Regions from separate parts of the Ovis aries genome. Here region 1 is linked to region 2. A link is a contact called in public Hi-C data. All regions are on one chromosome and are shown on one strand. The core of a region is the stretch at or near the end of the contact, and the rest is flanking DNA. Distances in the headings are between cores, read along the strand shown.

What was found. A called contact is a pair of places that touch in the nucleus more often than the background predicts.
Region 1: a Hi-C map of liver shows a contact between it and region 2, with 4 times the contacts expected there. The contact joins two enhancer-like sites. A contact is called at or near these places in 9 of 16 Hi-C or Micro-C datasets (blood, hypothalamus, liver and 5 more).

What each region holds. Positions count from the first base shown.
Region 1 is chr4:34,528,989-34,533,554 of ARS-UI_Ramb_v3.0, forward strand. No RefSeq gene overlaps it. Among named protein-coding and RNA genes, the nearest start is that of TMEM243, 24 kb to the right of the region's middle. Within about 2 kb of position 2,598, at least 1 of the 54 cell types and tissues checked has an H3K27ac peak or open chromatin away from gene starts, as enhancers often do. A contact at or near this core is called in liver, where this site is marked.
Region 2 is chr4:34,392,088-34,396,580 of ARS-UI_Ramb_v3.0, forward strand. LOC101122517 (phosphatidylcholine translocator ABCB4) reads left to right here. Exons shown (of 29, transcript XM_060414577.1): 21 at 149-232; 22 at 1,464-1,667. Among named protein-coding and RNA genes, the nearest start is that of CROT, 73 kb to the right of the region's middle. Within about 2 kb of position 2,089, at least 5 of the 54 cell types and tissues checked have an H3K27ac peak or open chromatin away from gene starts, as enhancers often do. A contact at or near this core is called in liver, where this site is marked.

The sequences.
Region 1 (4,566 bases), core at 1,348-3,847, 140 kb after region 2:
GATAGATCATAAGTGCACCCCATCATAAGGGTGTGGGGGAGTTGCAGTGATGGAAGGAGCCTAGTGACCCTCAGGTGGGAGAGTCCACCCTGGGAGAAGTCGCTGGGCAGGCGAGGCTCACCGTGATCTTCCCCTTGAGCAGACGGTTACACAATTTTATAATATAGAAATATATTTCATATATATGTCATTTATGTTTGTCATTTCGGTGACATTATAGTTGGGAGGACACTGTCAGTCTGACTTCTTAAAACCAAACCGTTGTCCAGTAAAACAACAAGACTCTTCCTGAACTATATCAACCCCAAACTTGATACACACTTTCAGAAACTGGATCTTTGCCCAAGTTATACAACTTATTTTTAAAGAACATCAGAATGAGCTTGTGAATGAAAAAGTGTAGAATGGTGGAGAACAGGGGCCCTTTGGTTGAAAATCACTGGCCTCTCCTGTGAATGAGGGATACTTCCTGGTGGATTGTAGTTATGCTCATGGTATGTTTTCTAAAACGTTAGAACTAGTATTAGAATCAGCATTCATTTTCATACCAATGTAAACACAGCAGCAGCCTCACCAACTGTCTCCCTACTCAAGCAGTGAGCATCCTGACGCCTGGCTATCTGCATCTGGCTATTGAAAGCAGCAGAGCTTAACTCCAGAAACTGAAGTTTTAGGTTGTACTTACTTGTTGCCTCCTCATTACAGGATGAGGAGTGTTAAAAGGGAACGACCTTAGGGAAACAAGGAGACCCAATTATAAAAGGCAGGTTGGGAATTCCCATGATTCTCACCACTCATGGGACCCAAGACCAACCCAGGCCAACAATGACACCAGAGTGTCTTCACATTGTCCTGCCTGTTACAGGATCCAAGCCAGGCCCACTTCTCTTCAAAACAAGCTCTTATAGGGGCTTCCCTGGTGGCTTAGTGGTAAAGAACCTGCCTGCCAATGCAGGAGATGTGGCTTTGATCCCTGGTTCTAGAAGATCCCATGTGCCACAGGGCAGCTAAGCCCAGGCACCACGACCACTGAGCCTGTGATCTAGAGGCCAGGAACCGCAGCTAGTGAAAGCTGCACGCCCTAGAGCCCGTGCTCTGCACCAAGGGAAGCCACTGCAATGAGAGGCCCGCACAGCACAGCTAGAGAGCAGCCCCCAGTCCCTGCAGCTAGAGGAAGGCCCGTGCAGCAACAAAGACCCAGCACAGCCAAATAAATAAAATTATTACCAAGAAAACCCAATGCCAAGCTTCTGTAGCTCAAGAGCCAGCTCGTCATTTCCCTACTCCTGATTTGGTGATTTGGCTGGGCTTTTCAGGCCAGCCCCATTCTCCAGGTCACCGTTTTGGTAATGGAGCTGAGAGGTCATGTCTTTCTAGTGCCTCATTCCTCAGCTGTCCTGAACTTTAGAGGAAAGGATAACATCACCAACATAAAACTGTTGCTCCTGTAACTGGCTTTGCTGAAGAGCCAAGACTAGAGATATTTCGACGTAAGGGAAAAACTTTAAATTATATGCAAATTATAACTGTGCCCACATCACAGGTCTTAAAAAAAAAAAAAAAATAGTTAAGCCCTTCTGTGGACACAGCCTCTTTCCCTGTCCTGGTATTCACTCACCTCTTCAGAAAGAGGGAAGATACTTCAGTATCTCACGGTACAAACTGCACCCCATACTTCAGTAAAATCCCTAACACGGCTAAAGTTTGAGTCCCCATCTCATCCACAATAGCATATATTTTCTTAACATTACAATATTATTTATTCAATACAGATCTGTTGAGTGTTTACTCTGAGCAAACAGTGGTGAAAGAAAAAACAGTAAGCTCTGGGTTGCTGGAACTTTTTTCTCATGTGATGAGGATGATAAGAGAGCTTTGGAAACACTATATACTTTCCTAGAAAATATCATTTCAATAACTTCAGGAAGGGATGGAATATATTAACATAAGCAAGAATCAGAAGAGCCGATCTGACTCCTAATTGGAATGATGTTGGGCAGGGCATTTCTCCTCTTCAGACTTTACTTGCCTTATCTGCTAAATGCAGTGGTTAAACTAGGTATTTCCCAAGGACAAAACTCTAATAAATCCCAGTGGCACCTTGGAGACACGACTGACCATAGGATGAGTCTTCAAATCTTAATATAGAATGATGGGAGGTACTCTAGCAGATTGGTCCCATGTGGGCTTGACCCTCCAAGTCTTCTGGTCTCCTTGGAGGATTCTCTGCAAACGTGAAATGGGGGCACCTGTTCCATCTCATGGCAGGTTCCTAATGGACCTCTTCCCCACTACACATATGCACCCTTCAGGGAAACCTGTGAGAAAGAGCAGAGTCTAAACCCATATGAAGGATGAGAACCGTTGCTCTGAATACAGCCTCTCTGGAAGATGCCCCTTTGCTCAAGGGAGAGAGCTCTCCACCATGTCATTTCCTCTTTGTTCATTTCTCTGCTTCCAGAATTTGCCCAGAAATCTATTAATATTCTCATATTAAAAAATCAGGCCCATTTTTAGTCTCAGTAGAGAGTATAATACTAGTGCGTCCCCTTTAGCCGTACAAAGTCCAAACAGAAGCATTGATCATCAGTTTGTCTTCACTTGGGACCAGATCTTAGTTCTGGGACACAAGTCTCTATAAGCAGAGGATGAGCGGTTTAAAGAATGCTTCCCCCTCAGTTTGGAGTGCTCCCAGAGGGGCTGCGTTGATAGCCTCAGGGTTCTTTTCCCTGCATAACAGAACCTCTGTGGAGTTTATGAAGGCCATTTACTGTGGCCATTTTTTCCCCCAGGGAAGAAAATAATCCAAAGCGAAATTGCCACGTACATTGGTAGCAGTCTGCTCTGCCTTCGAGCCTGCTTCCTGCCCACTGCTGAGAACCATTGCTTTCACCACATCAGACCCTCTGGCATAGGTGGTGAGACCACGTGGCTTCAGCCTCTGAAGCAGTCCACCTAATGCCAAACGTAGGCTTAACTTTCTTAGCATTTTGACAGAATTACTTACTGAGACTATATTTTCTACAATGACTCAATGTTGAATGAAAGCAAAACATACATTGCTGTCCACTTTGGGGAAAGTTTCCAGCATGTAACATATCACCGAGAATCATCAAATACCTGACTATAAAAGGAAGTAATTTTAAAGGGACTTCAAGAAGTAATCTAAAAAGCTGACAAATCTCCTCCTGGTAATGACATGGCAAAAATATACACCTGAGAACAGCCTGGTTACTAATTACTAGGTTGCAGATTTAAAGAAATAGATTCAGTGAGGAGTGGCTCTGATTCTCCTGCGGGGGCCGGCAGTGGTGGAGCGGCACCTACTGGCATGTGAGAGTACTGCATGCCAGCTGGCCACCCCCAGTCCCCCATGCCCCCCAACCCCAACCCCACCTTGAGGAGGCCTTCCGTCAGGTTCAGTCTCTTGTGGGGACATTGCTCCTTTCTCCTGGCTCCTGGTGTGCACAAGGGAACATTTCATGCAAAGATGGGCACAATAAAGGACAAAAACACTATGGATCTAACAGAAGCAGAAGATATTAAGAAGAGGTGGCAAGAATACACAGAACTATGCAAAAAAGATCTTCATGACCCACATAACCATGATGGTGTGATCACTCACCTAGAGCCAGACTTCCTGGAGTGCAAGTGGGCCTTAGGGAGCATCACTACAAACACAGCTAGTGGAAGTGATGAAGTTCCAGTTGAGCTGTTTCAAATCCTAAAAGACGATGCTGTGAAAGTGCTACACTCAATATACCAGCAAATTTAGAAAACTCAGCAGTGGCCACAGGACTGGAAAAGCTCAGTTTTCATTCCAATCCCAAAGAAAGGCAATGCCAAAGAATGTTCAAACTACTGCACAATTGCACTCATCTCACACGCTAGCGGAGAAGGCAATGGCACCCTACTCCAGTACTCTTGCCTGGAAAATCCCATGGATGGAGGAGCCTGGAAGGCTGCAATCCATGGGGTCGCTGAAGGTCCGACACGACTGAGTGACTTCACTTTCACTTTTCACTTTCATGCATTGGAGAAGGAAATGGCAACCCACTCCAGTGTTCTTGCCTGGAGAATCCCAGGGATGGGGAAGCCTGGTGGGCTGCCGTCTATGGGGTCACACAGAGTCGGACATGACTGAAGTGACTTAGCAGCAGCAGCACACGCTAGCAATGTAATGCTTAAAATTCTCCAAGCTAGCCTTCAACAGTACGTGAACAAACAACTTCCATATGTCCAAGCTGGATTTAGAAAAGGCAGAGGAACCAGAGATCAAATTGCCAACATCTGTTGGATTATCGAAAAAGCAAGAGAGTTCCAGAAAACATCTATTTCTGCTTTATTGACTATGCCAAAGCCTTTGACTATGTGGATCACCACAAATTGGAAAATTTTTAAAGAGATAGGAATACCAGACCACCTTACCTCCTCTTGAGAAATCTGTATGCAGGTCAACAAGTAACAGTTAGAACTGGACATGGAACAACAGACTGGTTCCAGACTGGGAAAGAAGTACATCAAGGCTGTATACTGTCACTCTGCTTATTTAATTTATATGCAGAA
Region 2 (4,493 bases), core at 839-3,338:
CCCCACCACATGGGAGGTCTCCCCTAAACTCCAACACCCGAGTTCAGAGTGGGTACTTCCTCAGCACTGAGAGTTTGAGATGTTTCATCCGATTTTTCTCTGCTTGTTTTAATCTGGAACTAATTTAAAGGTGTATTGTGTGCCTTAGGACATGAGCTGGTTTGATGATCATAAAAACAGTACTGGTGCACTTTCTACAAGACTTGCGATGGATGCCTCCCAAGTCCAAGGGGTATGTAGACCTCATTCTACTACTGATTTTCTTTAACTTGGTTTGGGATAAACATATGGCATAGCTGCCACTGTTAAGCTGCCTCAGCTGCAAATAACAGACAACTCAAACTGGCCTGAACAACAAAGAGGAAGGTTGACGGATCCATTGGTTCACAAGTGTCCAGAAGGACCGAGGACTCTGTCTGTTGACTCTGAGCAGCTTTCAGTCCTCAGAATTGGCTTCACCCTGAGGCTCCTTCCGTTGTGGCCGCAAGGTGGCTTCTGGGAGCAACTGGAGCTATAAGCATCCCACGAAAGAGAAGGCATACCTGGACCTCAACCACCAAACCAACACCCTTTAAATCTAATTTAATTTGGGTCACATACCCAATCCTGAACTAATAACTGGCTCAGGAGGATGCTGCCCTCTCCCTGGCTTTCGCCCCCAACCTTGGAGCTGAGGCCTGTTACACAAAGCTCATTGCTTCTGCACAATGCAAGATGTCACCTGTGATGTCCCTATGACATCCCTCTTTTTCTGATTGGTGGAAACAGTACTTCATCTTTATGAAGGCTTTCCAGAAGATGGCCTCTTAGGATCTGTACCCTTTGCAACTGATGGTCTGTTGGAGTTCGTGAGCCTCCCTCTTATACATGTGAAGCAAACAGGCTTTAAAATGACAAGAGTGTCCAAGGTTTATTTGCTCTTTAAACATTGCCTTCAGGAAAAAGTGTATGTGCCCCATAGCCTCTCCCCAAAGCAGAGCAATGGTGACTTGGTTCTGTGATGCTGAATCCATGTGGCCAGGAAAGGAGTGAGAGTTGAAAGGCACAGACAGAGACTAACCTGCAGAGCCTCCCAAGTGATGCATGAGACTACTTTGGGCACCTGATGCGAAGAGCCAACTCGTTCGATGCTGGATAAGATTAAGGACAGGAGGAGAAGGGGGCGATAGAGGACTAGATGGTTGCATGGCATCGTAGACTCAATAGACATGAGTATGAGCAAATTCTGGGAGATAGTAAACGACAGGGAGCCTGGCATGCTGCAGTCCATGGGGTCGCGAAAGAGTTGGACACGACTGAGCAACTAAACAATAACAACAATCTTGGGTTTATTGTAATGAAAGAGAGCAAATGTTAGCACAGGCATAAATCCCTGTCTCATGGTTCTGACCAGGAGGTTGAAGGCTGTAGCTCACAGGTCTGCAACTTAAAATACAGCTCCCTCTCTTCTTTTGCTCATCCAGGCCATTGGGACCAGGTTGGCTCTGATTGCACAGAATACAGCTAACCTTGGAACTGGTATTATTATAGCATTCATCTACGGTTGGCAATTAACCCTTTTGCTGCTATCAGTTGTTCCAATTATTGCTGTATCAGGAATTGTTGAAATGAAATTGCTGGCTGGAAATGCCAAAAGAGATAAAAAGGAACTGGAAACTGCTGGAAAGGTGGGTCAAATAAGGCTTCAGTTGATATAAGTATGGTTGTTAAGACATGGGTTTTATTTGATTGATTTGTTACAACATGCATATTTTGATAATGTTAGTGCTCCCGACAACTAATAGTGGTCAGCACTGAGTATGAAATACCTTACTGTGTCAATGCCTAGAACTTGAAAATGGGATAATTAATGTAAAATTTTAGTGTATAGAAAGTGCTATAATTCAGAAAATTTCTGAGTTTTCAGAGTTCGTTTTACCTTTTACTTTGTACACTGATGCCATTGTTAGGACAAAGGTTACCCCTGTTTTACAGACAAAGAGTCCTTAAGGCAGAGAAATATGTGTACTGTTCTAAGTAGACAGTCCTGTTCTCGGTTGTGATTTCTGTAGTTAAGTTAGGCAGCCACCAGAGGGCAGTAATGCTCAGATTTGTGATTCTAATTGTAACGGCAATTGGGCACACACTTAAACTTGGACCTTACTTTGAGCCAGTTATTGTTCTAAGTATTTATATGTCCCAACTCATCCTCACAAGAATCCTATGAGTCAAGTACTAATGTTTTGCCAATTTTACAAATGCGGAACTCAAGAAAGAAACAAGTTAAAGGCATGGCTCGGATTCAAATCCTGGTCTACTTCAAAGTTCTTTACCATATAGCCTCTTCATATAGGTTTAAATGTGTCTAAGCCTACATTTTATTTACACATACATGTATTTAAATGTTAAGTGTAGTCAACAACCAGGAATTTTTTTACCCTTACTTATGTAAATATTATGCTACATTGAAACATTAAGAGGTGAAGAAATAGTGAAAATTGTGATGTAGTTTCTATAGCACAGCATTTGCAAAGCCTTTTCACAGACAATACTGCTTAGGCCTTAATAGAGTTGTGGTTACTCGAGGTGGGGCAGATAGCATGTCTCGCTCATGGGAAAGAAGAGCAGTCAGCATAATTCCCAGACTTCAGCTCTCAGGTACCCAGAGTCCTGGAAGACCCTCTTGGCTGCTGGCTGTGGCTCCTTTATGGCGTCATTTCCTTGTTTTGTTTGTCGCCACTAAAAACCATGCCAGAGTGTTTGTTTCCTTTCTCCTGAACCCTACTGCTTTTCACATTTCAGAAGGGAAATTGTCAGTAGGTAGAGTGGAGATCATTTTTTCTTAGACCAGTTACATGGAAGAAAACATCTTGAATCTAGTTAATAGAGCCTTACTTCTGTTAAAAATGGCTAATGACACTGAAAGTTGCCAGAGTTTTCTGGCAGGAGCAGGGCTGTTAGAATGGAACAGCTTGGCAAACAAAACGCCATTCTTGATCATCTGTCCTGGCCTTATCGCTGCTCAGTATATCATACTGGAGATCCCTCACTTCTCTGGCCCTCAGTTTTCACTTATATAATGTGAGAAATTGTACCAGATAATGTCCCAGGTTCCTTTCTGCTACTACTCTGTCATTTCAGGGATCAGAGGATGAACAGCTCACGTTGACCAGTCTGAAATATTTTTAGTAGCTGCTTTAACCTAATAAGGGTTTTGTTTTTTTAATGAGAGGTTAAAAATTATAAATGTTAATTATCAGCAATTCAATCATATTTCAATTTGGTTTATTCTGTCAACTCCTTATTAACCCAAAATGAGGGTTAGAAAGGTCTTGGAATCTCTGCCCCCCGACCCTTGCCCTCCGCTCTTCTGCCACACCACTGTTTTTTTTGTTGTTGTTGTTCTTTGTTTGTTTGTTTTTTAAGTTTTCATTGACCTGTGTGCAGATTAGTCATGGTTTGGGAACATGGGGACTTGGGATAATTTCCCATTTTCATTTTCCAGAAGAGGCTTAGTGATGAGGGTGTTGGTTGCTGGACTGGGAAGAGGGGAGGGAGGCTGTTTAGTCACCCTCTTGACTCAGGCCCTGCCTGCTGACTGAGATACGGGGCCTGCTGACCCAGAATGAACCCTCAAAGCACTTAATCCAGGGACCAGAAAATGAGAAGTTGAGTCAAAGTCCTAACAACTAGTTTCTCCTTGTGTAAATTGCAAAGCAGGGAAAGTAGAAGAGCATAATGGGTTAAGAGCAGGGCCTTGGCATCAAATAGCCTGGTAGGAAATCTTGTCCCACCTACTCATGAACTCTGGAGCCTTAGGCAAGGCTCTTCTCTGCTCTGTGCCTCAGCTCCTCACCTGTGCAAACAGGAATAAGAACATGAACCTCAACAGGGTTGTCACATGAGGTAATATCTGGCACAGAATAAAAGCCCATCTGTATTCTCTATTCTGGGGCTTCCAAGGCGGTTTAGCAGTACAGAATCCACCTGCAATTCGGGAGATGCAGGAGATGTGGGTTTGATCCCTGGATTGGGAAGATCCCCTGGAGAAGGAAATGGCAACCCACTCCAGTATTCTTGCCTGGGAAATCCCATGGACAGAGGAGCCGGGCAGGCTATAGTCCATGGGGTCACACAGAGTCGGACATGACTGAGCACATTCTCTATTCCGGCTGTGATTACTGTTAGATGTTTCATTTATAATAAAGATAAAAGGCTCTTCAGCTTGAAGTACTGACTATCTTTCTTTCATCGGGTTCCAGAAGCTGAGAACTGAGATAAAAGTCTCCAACCTAAGATTTCATTTTAGATTTTTGCCTCATGCTCCTTGTGCCAATGGTTTAGATGAATCAACTGCAGAACTCTGATTTAGGCTAAATAGCAGAGTCACAGACAGTTAACTTCAGTCAGGGGTGGTTTAGCTGTCACAATCAGAAAACTGCTCTGGTGGGTTTGGGTCAAAGGGTTTGCCATAAGGGCATGCGGGAGTGCGGGGAACACAGCTGATGGTAACT